Linked DNA regions of Mus musculus: region 2 is linked to region 1. A link is a contact called in public Hi-C data. All regions are on one chromosome and are shown on one strand. The core of a region is the stretch at or near the end of the contact, and the rest is flanking DNA. Distances in the headings are between cores, read along the strand shown. Region 1 overlaps Armc9 (armadillo repeat containing 9). Region 2 has its middle 11 kb from the start of Snora75.

The links. Hi-C and Micro-C count contacts between places; a contact is called where the count stands out from the background.
Region 2: a Hi-C map of bone marrow-derived macrophages shows a contact between it and region 1, with 66 read pairs. The contact joins two enhancer-like sites. A contact is called at or near these places in 14 of 39 promoter capture datasets (3T3-L1-derived adipocytes, the C10 cell line, the HPC-7 cell line and 10 more), 8 of 15 datasets of contacts at CTCF or cohesin (CD8 T cells, the G1E-ER4 cell line, the NIH/3T3 cell line and 1 more), 174 of 484 Hi-C or Micro-C datasets (2-cell-like embryonic stem cells, the 3T3-L1 cell line, 3T3-L1-derived adipocytes and 89 more), 22 of 115 datasets of contacts at active chromatin or transcription factors (CD8 T cells, the HPC-7 cell line, PVALB interneurons and 16 more) and 4 of 9 other capture datasets (adipose tissue, bone marrow-derived macrophages, liver and 1 more).

The regions. Positions count from the first base shown.
Region 1 is chr1:86,200,293-86,207,531 of GRCm38.p6, forward strand. It overlaps Armc9 (armadillo repeat containing 9), which reads left to right. Exons shown (of 25, transcript NM_030184.2): 17 at 2,198-2,272. Among named protein-coding and RNA genes, the nearest start is that of Armc9, 49 kb to the left of the region's middle. Within about 2 kb of position 2,544, at least 15 of the 459 cell types and tissues checked have an H3K27ac peak or open chromatin away from gene starts, as enhancers often do. A contact at or near this core is called in bone marrow-derived macrophages, where this site is marked.
Region 2 is chr1:86,336,565-86,343,803 of GRCm38.p6, forward strand. No RefSeq gene overlaps it. Among named protein-coding and RNA genes, the nearest start is that of Snora75, 11 kb to the right of the region's middle. Within about 2 kb of position 3,052, at least 5 of the 459 cell types and tissues checked have an H3K27ac peak or open chromatin away from gene starts, as enhancers often do. A contact at or near this core is called in bone marrow-derived macrophages, where this site is marked.

The DNA of each region.
Region 1 (7,239 bases), core at 1,294-3,793:
GCTATGCTCTGAGCTCAGGGCCTTCTGCCTGCACAGCAAGCATCTTACCCACTCTGAGCCATCTCCCAACCCCTCCTCTGGCCATTTTTGTAAATGACTTACATCTTGTACAGTTTCTAACATTTCATGCCTCATTTTCTGGAGCTCTGCTCCCACTGAACTCGCCAGGTCCTTGTCCTGCCTTACTTTCTGGTATCATGTATCCTGGCTGGATTCTTACACTTGTGTCCTCTGCTGTTCGATGTCTGTCTGTGGTTACTTGTGTCTTCAAAGTAGCTCTGATGGTATGTTTGTGTAAGCTTAATTTGCATAAGAGACATTGCAACCTAGAGCTCATTTGTTGATAGCTGTCCCCTGGCATCTCGGGGCCGTTCTCTATTGCTTCATGAGTCTCCTCAGCTTCTCTACTGCAGCACTCCCTGGCTTACACCGTGCCCTGGTACATATCTTATTTCTCTTGGGCAGGACTTTGATTGCTTTCAGCTCCACTACAACAGTTATCCTATGAAACCCTATACTGAGCTTCCATGGGATATGTGGCCCTCAGGGCTGCCAGCTCATAGCAAATGCAGGGCTCAGGTTGCCCTCCAGAATAACCCGATTACTACCACAGCTGGTATTATTGTCTAGCTATTTTAAAATATATAGGACAACAAATTCACAATAGGTATTCACTGAATCGGTACAGGTGATTCATCTCTCACTTCCTTTTTACAAATGTCTTTGCAGAAAACATGGCATCTTACAGTAGCCCAGCCTGGCCAGAACCCTCTGTGTATCGAAGGCTGGCCTCAATCTTTTGATTCTCCTGCCTCGGCCTTCAGAGTGCTGGGACGATAGCATCCCTTTGCACCAGCAGCTGAAGCCTCAACCACAGTTAGACATGTCTTGACAGATCTGCCACGGGGCCTCTTTCAGCAGACATGCTTGGCAGGACCCTTGGGTCAAGAGGAGCATTAGAAGGCCATGCATCTGTCCCCACTCCAAGCAGGCAGCTCTGGTCTAGTTCATTTCACATGCAGCTGCATCTCCACAGCTGCATCACCTGCCTGACACTGGCATCTTCAGCAGGTAGATATTAGATGGCCATGACAGTTCATGCTGGGCCCACTACATATTTCCCACTACAACAGCCAGAGAGTTTTTCACTACTTCAGTCCTGGCTTGATTGCTCTCTGAGACTCTTCTTCATTGTATTCAATTCAGGCAGGTGAGTGCTGAATCACATTCTTTCCCTGACTTAAAGAAATGCAAATGGCTTAGATCAAAGGAGTCAATTCTTGTCACCAGCTGCTGCCAGTGCATTTGCTTAAGAGCAATAGAGTCCTTGTCTAGTATTCATAAAGCTCTGCCTTTACTCTCCAATGCAACATAAACCAGGTATAGTGTCCTGTAGGTTAGGACTTGGGAGGTGGAGGCAGGAGAGTCAGAAGTTCAGGGTCATCATCGCTCTTATCTTTTCAAGCTGAAGCAAACATGTCTCAGAAGGAAGAAAGAAAGAATACAAATACATGTGTGTATGTTAGAAGCTGGAAGAGTGTTAGCTGCAACAGACAAAGGTTACACCTATGTACCCTGTGTGAGGTAGCCCTGGTCTTGAAAGATGAGACCCAGAGCCATCAGGAGCAGATGCACATATTTGTCTGCAGCTAATATTTTTTGGGATATGGAAAAGAGGCTCTTGTCAAATCAAACAGGCAAGACGGCGCAGCTCTACAGTGATTGGATCACAGGACAAGCTTTAGACGTGGGTCTGGCTTAGAGACAGTGTATCCTCAGCTATGTCACTCTCATCCAAGGACAGTAGCAGCCAGTGTGGGAAATCAAGGGCTCTTAGCAATAATGCTCAGCAAGCAAACTCTGGGAGTAAAGAGCAGACTCCGGGGTGACTGCCGAGTTTCTGCTCTGAGTGACCAGGATGCTGGAAATCGTGTCAGTCAATCAGTGGCACACAGCAGGAAGGAGGCGGAGAGACAGGGGTGGGTTTAGGTTTGGCTTCCATTGCAGCGTCACACATGGAGGTGGCCAATGTTGAGAGGACAGTTGTTTCTAAACATGTGAATGTACATTCTGGGTTCTGAAGGGTAGGATACCAACTCTCCCCTTACCTCGACTGTTCTTAAATCTAACTTCTGAGAATTGAGTTGTATACTGTTGGAAAACTTGCAAATGACGTCTCTTTTTGCTCCCCTTTAAGATCCAGCCGTATGTGAATGGAGCCCTGTACAGCATCCTCTCCATCCCGTCCATTCGAGAGGAGGCCAGAGCCATGGTAAGAGGATGTCATAAGCTGGGCATGACGGGGCACGAATGCAGTCTTAGTACTTGAGAGGCTGAGGCAGGGGGATCACCACAAATTTGAGACCATTCTGAACTACATAGTGAGTTTGAGAACAGCCTGGCTTGTATGAGACCTTGTGAGACCTTGTCTCACAGAAAAGAAGAAGAAGAAGAAGAAAAAGCCCTGAGCAGTTCACAGTATCCTCCCAGGACCATGAGTCAGTACTCTGGGGAGAGGGCTACTTCCACTTCCTCCAGGGCAGATTCCTCAAAACTGGACATAAAGATCCACTTGTGGTTTTTCTCGAGGGAGGATCTATTGCTTTCCTCAGAATCTCATGAGGAAATGGTAAAAACTGTAAATGGTAAAAACCCAGTGTTGGGGAAACTCTAGCAGGCTTATTTTTGTAATGTTGGAGGTGTTTCTTGGCAGCTTCTAAAACTGCCGTGCACCACAATGACTGGGAAGAAGGGTTTTCCTTGCTTTGTTTCCATCTGTGCTTATATTAGAAGCTCGGCAACAGCGGCCGGGTGATGAGCGTCCGATGCTGAGAAGATAGTTGTTTCTAAAGCTGACGGGCAAAACCACTAAAGCTTTGGCCTTTTTTTCTGATGCCGTGTGAAACCAGAGTAGCTGTGTACATACTGAATTCTGTGGTGAGGGATTAAATGTGTTCCACACTCAGAACACAGGAGACCACAAGAACATTCTGCCCACTGGTTTTGTTTGTTTATTTTTTTAAAAGAGAATTACTAAATCTTTAGTTGTTTATCTAAAATCATGTCAATAGTTAAACAAGACATGACTCATTTAAGAACAGTCTATATAAACACACCCAACAATGGAACTAAATTGCCTTCCACATTAAAACTAACTGTACTTGGGGGTGTCAGGATGCCTCCCTCAGTGGGTAAAGGCACCTGCCACCAAGCCTGACAACCTGAGTTCTATTCCAGAACCAGAATGGTAGACAAGAGCTAGGTCCTGGGAGTTACCTCCTGGCTTCCACATACATTCTGTGTACATGTACATGCACACAGTATGTGCACCTACTGCTCTTTCTGGTACTGGGACAGGTACTTCCTCCTATTTAAACTGCTCAGAGGCTCCTGAAGGACTGAAGGACTGACTATAGTTGTGTCCATTTCCCTACCAATGACTTGGGAGTAGACGTTTCTGCCTAGAGTCATACAACCAGGGGCGCGCCCATCCTCTGTTTGCTTCCAGATCTTTCCACACCTGTGCTGCAGTATCTAACACCAGAAATTAAAACCTCTCCCCCTTTCCCTCCCTCTCTCTCTCCTGTTCCCCAGACTACCAGGGATGAAATTAATGTGGCTTTATTGACTTAAGAAAGCATTCTGCCACTAAGCCACATCCCAGCACTAATACAGTCTAAGTCCAGTGAGAAGTCTGGCCATATTAAATTGTCTCTTCTCACTCTGATAATGTCATCTCAACTGGGGCAAGCTGAGCATCCCTAACACAGAAAGTCCAGACTACAGGGGCAAGAGAAATGGCTCAGCCGTTCAGAATACTTGATCCTCTTCTTGAGGGTCCAGGTTCAGTTCCCATCACACACATTGGACAGCTCATACACACACATAACTCCAACTCCCTCTTCTGGCCTCTGGGGGCATCTGCACTCATGTGGCTGGCACACACATAAAAATTAAAATAAATCTGTAAAGCCTGTGTATCATCTAAAATGTATACATGAGAAGAGAATCAATGATGAGTATAATCAATAACAAATTCCAATCAACTAAAAAAGTGCAGGATCTAACATGCTTCAAAATTAGAAACTTTTTGAGCACAGACATGAAGCCATAGATGGAAAATTCACACCATGAAATAGTTTACCCACAAAACTGTTAAAAATGTTGTGTAGCCAGGTAGGGTCATACATGGTCCCAGCATTCAGCAGACAGAAGCAGGAGGATCGTAAGCCTGAGGCCAGTGTGGGCTCTACAGTGAGACTGTCTCAGGAATAACACCTAACTAAGTGTATATGTATCTGTATTGCATATTATGTAATATAGATACAGTATGTAAATCATCACGAGGCTACATATTGAAAGTATGTGAAACCAAAACATAAATTAATTTTCTTTAGACCTGGATCCCACCCCTCAGATATCTATCTTGTTATATGTATGCAGATATTCTAAAATCTAAAATTTCCAAACATTTCTGGTCTTGAGCATTCCCACTAAGGTAGACTTGGCCTTTGTTTGCACTGTGTACTCTAACTGTAGCTGGGCTAAGTGCCTGACTTTTCTGCTTAGCACACTGTGCCTCTGAAGCATCTGAGTGGCGAGGAGTGAGTCCCTGTCACCCTTCCCAACCCCATGTTCGTCCAGGGTTATCTGAGGTGCCAGGCCATTGGTTTGGGATGAAACACCAGGTTGTGCTGGTTATTTTTGGAGGCAGGGTCTCACTCTAGCCCAGGGCAGGCTGGAGCCCTTGGCCCTCCTGCCTTGGCTTCCTGAGTGCTAGGGTTACACGGTGGCATGTGCCACCACACCCAAAGAATACTGTTATTTTTTATGCCTTTTCATTTCTATAATTTAGATTAAACATTACCTACTATATGTGGTTTTAAAAAATATATGTGAGATTTTTCACTGGAGTGTTTGCTGTGAGGTGTCTGAGCAGTCCCTAACTACACAGGGGCTGAGATATTTGCTTTCCACGTGCTAACTAAGCCGGGGATGTAAGAACAAGCATCAGTTGAATTCAAGTGATCTATAAAGATATGAGCAGATCACAGAATTGCCTCTGCAAGAAAAGAGTTGGAACGAATTCTTTGTCTCTGGCTGTTCCTAAGCTCTCAGTAGCCATTGTGGTTACATTGTGGTCTACATGTGTTGGGACTGAGCACGTGACTGTCTCCTAAAGACAGAGAGCCCCTAACTTACCCTCGTGGGATGGAAGCTGGGAAGAGACCACTGCATGGGACAGAGAGAGAACAGGTAGCCCTTCTGGCAACCAAGGACTAAGGCAGACTGTGGTTGGTGACTGTAGTTGGAGCCCGGTGTCTGATTGGCCCCACAGGAGCTGCCATGATCTCTCAGTCCTCTTTGAAGCACTCTGTCCTTGTCTCCAGGACACCTGTCAGCCTTTCCTCTCTTCCAGACTATTCCTCAATGGTCTACACTCTCTATGCTTCTGTCCCAGCCTCCCATGGAATGCTGTCCTCCAGGGTTCTGGCTCAGCTCTCAGATCTTCTCACTGTACCCACAGGGGCACCTCCTTTACTCCAGGGCTTCAGCTAAGCTCTTACCTGAGCCACCCGTCCCTCCCAGACCCAGCAGGTGCCATTTCACCACTCACTCACCCATTGTGCCATCCGCCGGACTAGATGCCATTTATTAGGTATAATTTGCAAAAGTGAAGTGCACAGCTCTTACATACAGTTGCATACAGGCCTTACATTTTGACAGACACAGACATCTGCATAAGTAGTACCAGTGATACATCTTGTCTTTGGGAGGAGTTGAGCAATTTAAGTGAGGTAGCATGGGACCTGACTCAGGTCCCATCACAATCCAAACTCCATCTGGTCAAAGCTGTATGGACTATCTTTGATTCCGTTACAGCTATTGCCTCTAGACCAGGTTATTTTACAAGAGACCATAGCTAGGCATGATGGCTCACGCCCCTAATCCCAGCTCTTAGGAAACAGAGGCAGGCAGATCTATGTAGTGAGTTCCAGGCCAGCTAGGACTGCATAGTGAGACCTTGTCTCCAAAATAAACAAACAAATCAATCAATCAATCAATAATAAAATTTAAAAATAAAATAAGGACCAGGACTGCATAGTAAAACCTTCTCTCCAAAATTAATTAATTACTTTAAAAATTAAAATAAATCAGGACCATATCAAGGACAGGAGTTTGGCATTTTAATGAGTGTTTTGCCTGCTGATGAGCCAGCTTCTCTGGATGCCAGTTGTTCTGTTTTGGGTTCATTTTTAGACATGCTTCCCCTCTTGGTGCCAAGATAACCTTGTTTGATCCAGCACAGTGCATGCACACATTCCAGTGCTGTGGGGAAGGAGGAGAGAGAGAGAGAGAGAGAGATTACCCTGTGCCTACCTTAGTGTCTTACCTCCAAGTTTGCTTTAGTTCTCTTAAGAGTGGAAAATTTTGGCATCATTGTGTCACAGTGGCACAGTGTAATAACTATCATTTTGAATGACTTTGCTTTTAGTTTTATATGTGTGGATGCTTCACCTGCATGTATGTGTGTGTACCACTTGCATGCCTCGTGCCCAGGAAAGCAGGAGAAAGCATCAGATACCCTGGATCTAGAGTGATAGACAACTGGGAGCTGCCATGCTGGCAATTAGACCTGGGTCCTCTGTGAGAGCAGTAAGGGCTCTCAACAGCCTAACTATGTCTCTAGCCCTATTGCTCTGTCTTCAAATTTTTAATTAGGCCAGATATAGTGGCCTGTGCCTTTAATCCCAACATTTGGGAGACAGAGGCAGGTGCGTTTCTTTTACATTTAAGGCCAGTCTGGTCTACAGAGTGAATTTCAGCTACCTTGGACTACATGGTAAAACCCTGACCCCCCCCCCAAAAAAAACCACCCAGAAATGTAGTTTCTGTTTATTTGGGAGGTGGGGCAGCATGCACATATAGAAAAGTCCCAGGCTAGGTTTTAGGCGTTGTTCTCCTGCCTTGTTTTGAGGCAGCGTCTCTTGTTTCTATTGTTGTGCTTCCTACTGCAGCCTTACAGTCTTAGCGCCTGTCTCTATCTGTTGTCTCATGTAGGACTGCTGGTACCACAGCTGTACTCTGCTGCACTTCACACGGCCTCGGGGGCTGCATGCAGGGCATCGGGCCGGTGCTTTTCCATGCCAGGCCACCACCCTGTGCCTCCATCATGCTTTTTGATAGGATGGGAATTTCAGCTGTTTGACGAAAGCTTCTATTTGTTCGAAACATGTG
Region 2 (7,239 bases), core at 1,802-4,301, 140 kb after region 1:
TCTCTTGCTCTTGCTCTTGCTCCTCTTGCCCTCCCCCCTCTGCCCCCTCTCTCCTCATTCTCCTCCCACCTGTCTCTCCGTGTGCTTGTTGGTGGCCAGCCTCTACTCCCCTCTCTCCCTCTCCCTTTCTCAGCATGGGCATGCAGAGGTACCCCCTTCCCCCAACACCATACTGCGCCTCCACCAAACATATCTCTGGCTTCTTTTTTCTTTTTATAAAACACAACACAGGGAGATGGAGGGTGTGGAACAATTGGAAGTGGAAGAGACCCAGGGCAGGGAAAAGAGGACTCCTCAGACTCCGATATTTAAGTTAAGGTGCCCTGTCCTTTCAGCTGATCCTGGAAGAAGCTTCACGCTCCTGTGGCCTTTGATCAGTGGCCAAGATGAACAACTTGGCACAGAGAAAACCAGGCCCTTGGATATGAAAAAGATGAAAAGAATGAAATCCCCCAGGGCAGAAAATGTTCAAAGATGTACCAAAGAAGACGTGGAAGCAGAATCACTAATAAAGTAATTCAATAGCCGGAGAAAAATCAGCCAGCTTATGAGGAAATCTGGGTGAAGCCAAGTCATCCAGCATGCTAACGTTTTCTAGATAAAGCAGTGTCTGTCTGAGATGATTAATCCTTTTTTAAATGATTTAATTAGTTATTTAATTCATAAACAGGGTCTCAACTATGTAGCCCTGACTGGCCTTGAACCCACAACGATCTACCGACCTTTGCCTTCCAAGTGCTGGGATTAAAGGTGTGCCAGCAGAGGATGTGGGGACCCCCGAGACTGTAGTTACAGATGGTTGTGAACCATATGAGTGTTGGGAATAAAACCTGGATTCTCTGGAAAAATAGCCATCTCTCCAATCCCTGGTTTTCCTTCCTTTCTTCCTTTATTTTTATTTTACGTGCATTGGTATTTTGCCTGCATATATGTCTGTGTGAGGGTGTCAGATCTTGGAGTCATAGACAATTGTGAGCCATTGCCATGTGGGTGATAGAAATTGAACCTGGGCCGGGCGATGCTGGCACACGCCTTTAATCCCAGCACTTGGGAGACAGAGGCAGGCAGATTTCTGAGTTAGAAGGCCATCCTGGTCTACAAAGTGAGTTCCAGGACAGCCAGGGCTATACAGAGAAACCCTGTCTCGAAAAACCAAACCAACCAAACAAACAAACAAAAAATTAAACCTGGATCCTCTGGGAAAGTAGATAGTGCTCTTAACAGCTGAGCCATCTCTCCAGCCCCTCTTTCTTTCTTTTCGAGACAGGGTCTTACCATGTAACTTTGTCTGGCTTTGAATTTGCTATGTAGACCAGACTGGCCTCAATTTCAAAGAGATCTACTTGTTTCTGCCTCCTGAGTGCTGGAATTAATGGAGCAACCACCATGCCCAGTTTATCATCATCATCATCCACAATAGTAGTAGTAGTAGTAGTAGTAGTAGTAGTAGTAGTAGTAGTAGTAGTAGTAGTAATTATGTGTGTGTGCATGTGAGTGTGTGTGTGCCATATAGAGTGCATTGTGGAGAGTAAGGAGCATCTTTTGAGCACTTCTACTTTTTTTGTTTGTTTTTGGTTCTTGGAGACAAAGTTTCTCTGTGTGTAGCCCTGGCTGTCCTGAACTCACTCTGTAGACCAGGCTGGCCTTTAACTCAAAGATCTGCCTGCCTCTGCCTCCCAAGTGCTGGAACTGGGCTGGGATTGAAGGCAGGCACCACCACCACCCTGCAGCTTCCACCACCTAAGGCCCAGTCTCTGCCTCTGCGCTGTGTGCTCCAGGCTGACTGGCCCCGGCTTCTGGGCCGTGCTCACAGCTTCACCCCTCGTCTCTCAGGAGGTTCTGGGATATGTGTCACCTGCAATATGTGTCACCTGCAATATGTGTCACCGGATCCAGCTTTTTCTACCCCACATGGGTTCTGGGGATTGAACTTGGGTTGGCAAGATCTCGAAGCTGGCACTTTTACCCATGAGCCATGATGCCATCTTCCCAAACCAGAATTCACTTTTTTTCCTCTGCTCCCCTGACTTCAAAGCAAACACCATCTTCCAGGTTGACAGGAATTGTTTTGTCCTTTGGGTGGGGTTCTGCTCTCAAAACTTTCACAGGCTTTTTTTTTTTTTTTTTTTGGTTTTTGGTTTTTGGTTTTTGGTTTTTGGAGACAGGGTTTCTCTGTATAGCCCTGGCTGTCCTGGAACTCACTTTGTAGACCAGGCTGGCCTCAAACTTGGAAATCCGCCTGCCTCTGCCTCCTGAGTGCTGGGATTAAAGGTGTGTGCCACCACGCCTGGCTTCACAGGCTTTCTTAGATTCTATGAGCTACCCCTTTGGTCTCCAGGGCTGTTAAGACTAACTGTGAGAATGAATGAATGAATGAATGAATGAATGAATGAATACACTGTTAAGTCTCTGTGCTCAAGCCAAGAACTCTCTGTTAAACCCATTAACCTTACACTGTGAGGACCTGCTGTCTGGCTCCACTCTGCCTCTTTGGAAGACTCTATTTCCTTCTTTGGGAATACAATTTCTTTTTCTTCAGGATCGTTTGCCTTTGTGTGTGAGTGTGTGTGTGTGTGTGTGTGTGTGTGTGTGTGTGTGTGCCTCTGTGTGTGAGTGTGTGTGTGTGTGTGTGTGTGTGTGTAATCCAGGGCATGCTGGGCATGTGCATGAAGTGTTTCCAGCCCTGGTCATTTGCTCTTTACTTAATTTCATCATGCCCACCATGCAAAATTACACAGGAGTGCTGAGGCTGAACCTCAGTTGAGGGACTTTGTCTAGCAAGCCTGAAGTTATGCATAAGCCCTGTGAACGGGGCTTGGTGGCACACATCTGTTCAAGACCTTGGTCTCTGTCTTCTACAAAATAAATAGATACCCCTACCTGCTTATACTCTAGTCTGAATTCTGACCATAAATGTAAGTGCTATTACAAGATTGGGAGGGAGAGTGGAAACCAACTAGCCATACACTGGGATGAACAGAGAAAACTACTGCTGCTATCTGTCCCTGGTGTTCAATGAGCAGTTGAGAGCTTAGCAGGTTTCTGTAGTTCCAGGTCGCCCCCTAGTGGTCATCTGCTTTATAACCTCATCAGTAAGATCTCCCCATTGGTCTTTTTCGCCTAGAACCTCCCTGACTTTTTTCTGCAAATCTATAAACCCTTGAATCAATTCTCTTCCTATTCAAATACCTAGAGAGACAAGGTCCTTCCTGTGGGTGAAGTGTGGGGTCCCAGTAGCCCCAACGTTCCTGTCTCCAGGCCAAATTGAGAAGTTGTCCCTGAGGTAACCAGGTATGATGGTTGATTCTGAGTGTCTTGACTGGATTGATGGGAGGCCTAGATAGTAGACAAATTCATTTGAGTTGTGTGTAAGAGTGCTTCTGTAGGACCCTGGCTTATGAGTCTCATTGTAGAGCCCAGGCCATGCTTCTGCCTCCCCCTTCCAAGTGACTAAATTTAACAGGTATGCACAATCATACTCAATTTATGTCTGTCTGTGTTTAAAGACACCTTGCTAGGGTGGGAGGGGTAAAAATAAACTTACTGAGTATACTTTATTGGTTCCTTAGCATTGAACTTATGGCCAGAAACACCATGCTGAATTTTCCCTGGAAGTCATATCACAACTTTTTTGCATTAGTAACCCAACTCAGCTCTTTAGAACTGCATGTAGGGACCACATTCAACAGGGAGATTATCAATAAAAAGTACAACCTGTGAGCTGAAGAGATGGCTCAGCGGCTAAGAGCACTGGCTGCTCTTCCAGAGGCCCTGAGTTCAATTCCCAGCAACCACATGGTGGCTCACAACCATCTGTAATGAGATCCAATGCCCTCTTCTGGTGTGAAGACAGCTACAGTGTACTTATATACATAAAATAAGTAAATATGTCTTTTAAAAAAAAGTACAGCCGGGCATGGTGCTGCACGTCTTTAATACCAGCACTTGGGAGGCAGAGGCAGGCAGATTTCTGAGTTTGAGGCGGCCAGCCTGGTCTACAAAGTGAGTTCCAGGACAGCCAGGGCTATACAGAGAAACCCTGTCTTGAAAAACAAAAACAAAAATAAAAATAAAAACAAAAACAAAACAAAAAAAGTACAACCTGAAAAAAAAATGGGGACTAGAATTTTTAAAAACATAACTATTTATAGTATGAAAAAGGGAAATAGTAAGAGATCACTGTTGATAAACCAAAGATTTTGCCAGTCTGTATGCCTTTAAATGGCATATATATGCCTGTAAGTGGCATATACATATACACATATACATACATACACACACACACTGTATGTGTGCAGGTACCCATGGAGGCCAGAGGAGGATGTCAGAGCTCCTGGAACCGGAGTTAACAGGCAGCTGTGAGCCAACATATACATCCTGGAAATTGAACCTAGGTCCTAACAGCAAGTGCTCTTAACTACTGTGCCATCTCTCCAGCCCCTCAAGTCACAAAAAAAAATTTTTTTTAAGAAAAGGTTTTATTTATTTATTATATGTAAGTACACTGTAGCTGTCTTCAGATCTCATTATGGGTGGTTGTGAGCCACCAAGTGGTTAATAAGATTTGAACTCAGGACCTCCAGAAGATCAGTCAGTGCTCTTAACCACTGAGCCATCTCACCAGTCCCACAAAAATTTTTTTTAAAGATTTATTAAATCTTTAGTTTATTTAGCTGTCTTCAGACAGAAGAGGGCAATGGATCCCATTACACTTGGTCTTGAACCACCATGTGGTTGGTGCTGGTAATTGAACTCAGGTTAAGAGCAGTCAGTGCTTTTAACTGCTGAGCTATCTCTCCATCCCTTGAGTCACACTTTTTTTTTTTTTTGAGACAGGGTTTCTCTGTGTAGTCCTGGCTGTCCTGGAACTCACTTTGTAGACCAGGCTGGCCTCGAACTCAGAAATCCGCCTGCCTCTGCCTCCCAAGTGCTGGGATTAAAGGCATGCGACACCATGCTCGGCAAGTCACAAATTTTTTTGGGGGGGGGGGTGGGAGGAAAAGGTTTATTTGGCTTAAACATCTACATTGATGTTAAGTAGTGAAAGAAGTTAGGACAGGAACTCAAACAAAGCAAAATTCTGGAGGCAGAAGTCAATGCAAAAGCCAAGGATAGGTGCTGCTCACTGGCTTGCTCCCAATGACTTGTTCAGCCTGCTTTCTTATAGAACCCAGGATCACCTACCCAGGTATGGCACCACCCACAATGTTCTCAGCCCTCCCCACTGATCACTAATTGAGAAAATGCTGGACCTTATGGAGTCTTTTTCTCAACTGAGGTTGCTTTCTCTCTGTTGACTATATCTGGGATGAACTACAATCCAGAATTGGAAGGTTCACCTGTGATCCTAATCTGGAGGCTGAGAGACACAAGTTTCTTTCTTTTATTTTTAAAATATTTTTTTATTATGTATTTTCCTCAATTACATTTCCAATGCTATCCCAAAAGTCCCCCATACCCTCCCCCCAACTCCCCTACCCACCCATTACCACTTTTTGACCCTGGCGTTCCCCTGTACTGGGGCATATAAAGTTTGCGTGTCCAATGGGCCTCTCTTTCCAGTGATGGCCGACTAGGCCATCTTTTGATACATATGCAGCTAGAGTCAAGAGCTCCGGGATACTGGTTAGTTCATAATGCTGTTGAACCTACAGGGTTGCAGATCTCTTTAGCTCCTTGGATACTTTCTCTAGCTCCTCCATTGGGGGCCCTGTGATCCATCCAATAGCTGACTGTGAGCATCCACTTATGTGTTTGCTAGGCTCCGGCCTAGTCTCACAAGAGGAGTCACAAATTTTAATAAATAGAAAAATTTGCAAATATGAAGTCTATGGATAATGAGGACTGAGTTATGTTTGGGCTTTGCATCTAGAATGTTCCACAAGCTCACATGGGAAAGGCTTGGTTCCCCAGTTCCTGGTACTGTAAGGGACCGTGGTGGAACCTTTAAGAGGAGGAGCCTTGCTAAAGAAGAGTGGTGGGGCATGCTCATGCTCTTTCCTTGAAGGCTTTAACAAGAGAACCCTAGCCCTTTTCTGTCTCACTGAATCTTGTGTTTGTGGTAGGGCCTTGAGCATGCTAGGCAAGTACTCCTCCACTAAAATATACCCACCGCCCTTAGACTGTATATATTATATCATGGTTTTTTGCAAGTTATTGGCTTGTGTGATTGTGGAGGCTGAGAAACCTAAATTCTACATGGGGTATGGCATTCTGCAGCAGCTGAAGTTCATGTGCAGAAATATATTACTGTTCTCACTGCCCCCTCCCCTGGCTGAAAAAGTCAGTAAAAGTGACAAGGAACTGGAGATGTTTTCAACATATTAGCTGTTCAAATCATTGAAGAGTCCTGGAACCCCAATAACCCATGGGGGTTTTGCATCCTGGTTTTTACCCAGTTCTGGCATGAGACTTCCCCTAAAAACAGGTACTGGGAATTGACCCTAGGACTTCGTTGGTAAGCTATGTCCCTAACCTTTAAATTTTTTTTCTTGAGCTTCACTAAGTTGTTCAGACTGGCTTTCAGCCCACTCTGTATCTCAGATAGGCCTTTAATTCATGATTCTCCTGTCTCAGCCTGCTAAGTAGTTGAGATTATAGGACTGCCTGCCCAACCAAATCCAGCATTAGAGCCAGACTTTCTTCTGTGTGTATGCACATGTGTGTATGGGGGTACATGTGCTTATGAAGGACATAGATTGCATAGAGTGCCTTCCTCAATCATGCTCTACCTTATTTTTGAGACAAGGTCTCTCACTGAACCTGGAGTTCACTAAGTCAGCAAGGCTAGCCCAGCCAGAAAAGCCCAGGATTTTGGCATGAGCTATCACTACATGTAGCTTTTTTTATTTGTGCACTGGGGATATGACGTATGTATGTAGATGCATGCATGGCCAGCACTTTACTAAGCACAGAAGTTATTCAGAATGTCTTCAGTTGGTTGAGGCCTTTCAACCAACTGATTTAGGTTTATAGGGTCATTTAGGATTAATCTCCTTTACTCCTCCCCACAGCAGAAACTAGATTCATTGCAGAAAACTGTTGTCTAGGTAGACTAACATCTCAAAAGGCCATTAAAGTCCTTGAAAGAAATTATACATGCTTTCCTATCACAGTACAGTACAGGAGTTCAAACCATGAAGATGTCCTGGAATTCATTCTGTAGACCAGGTTGGCTTTGAACTCAAGAGATCCACTTGCCTCTGCCTCCAAAGTGCTAGGATTACAGGCATGCACCAT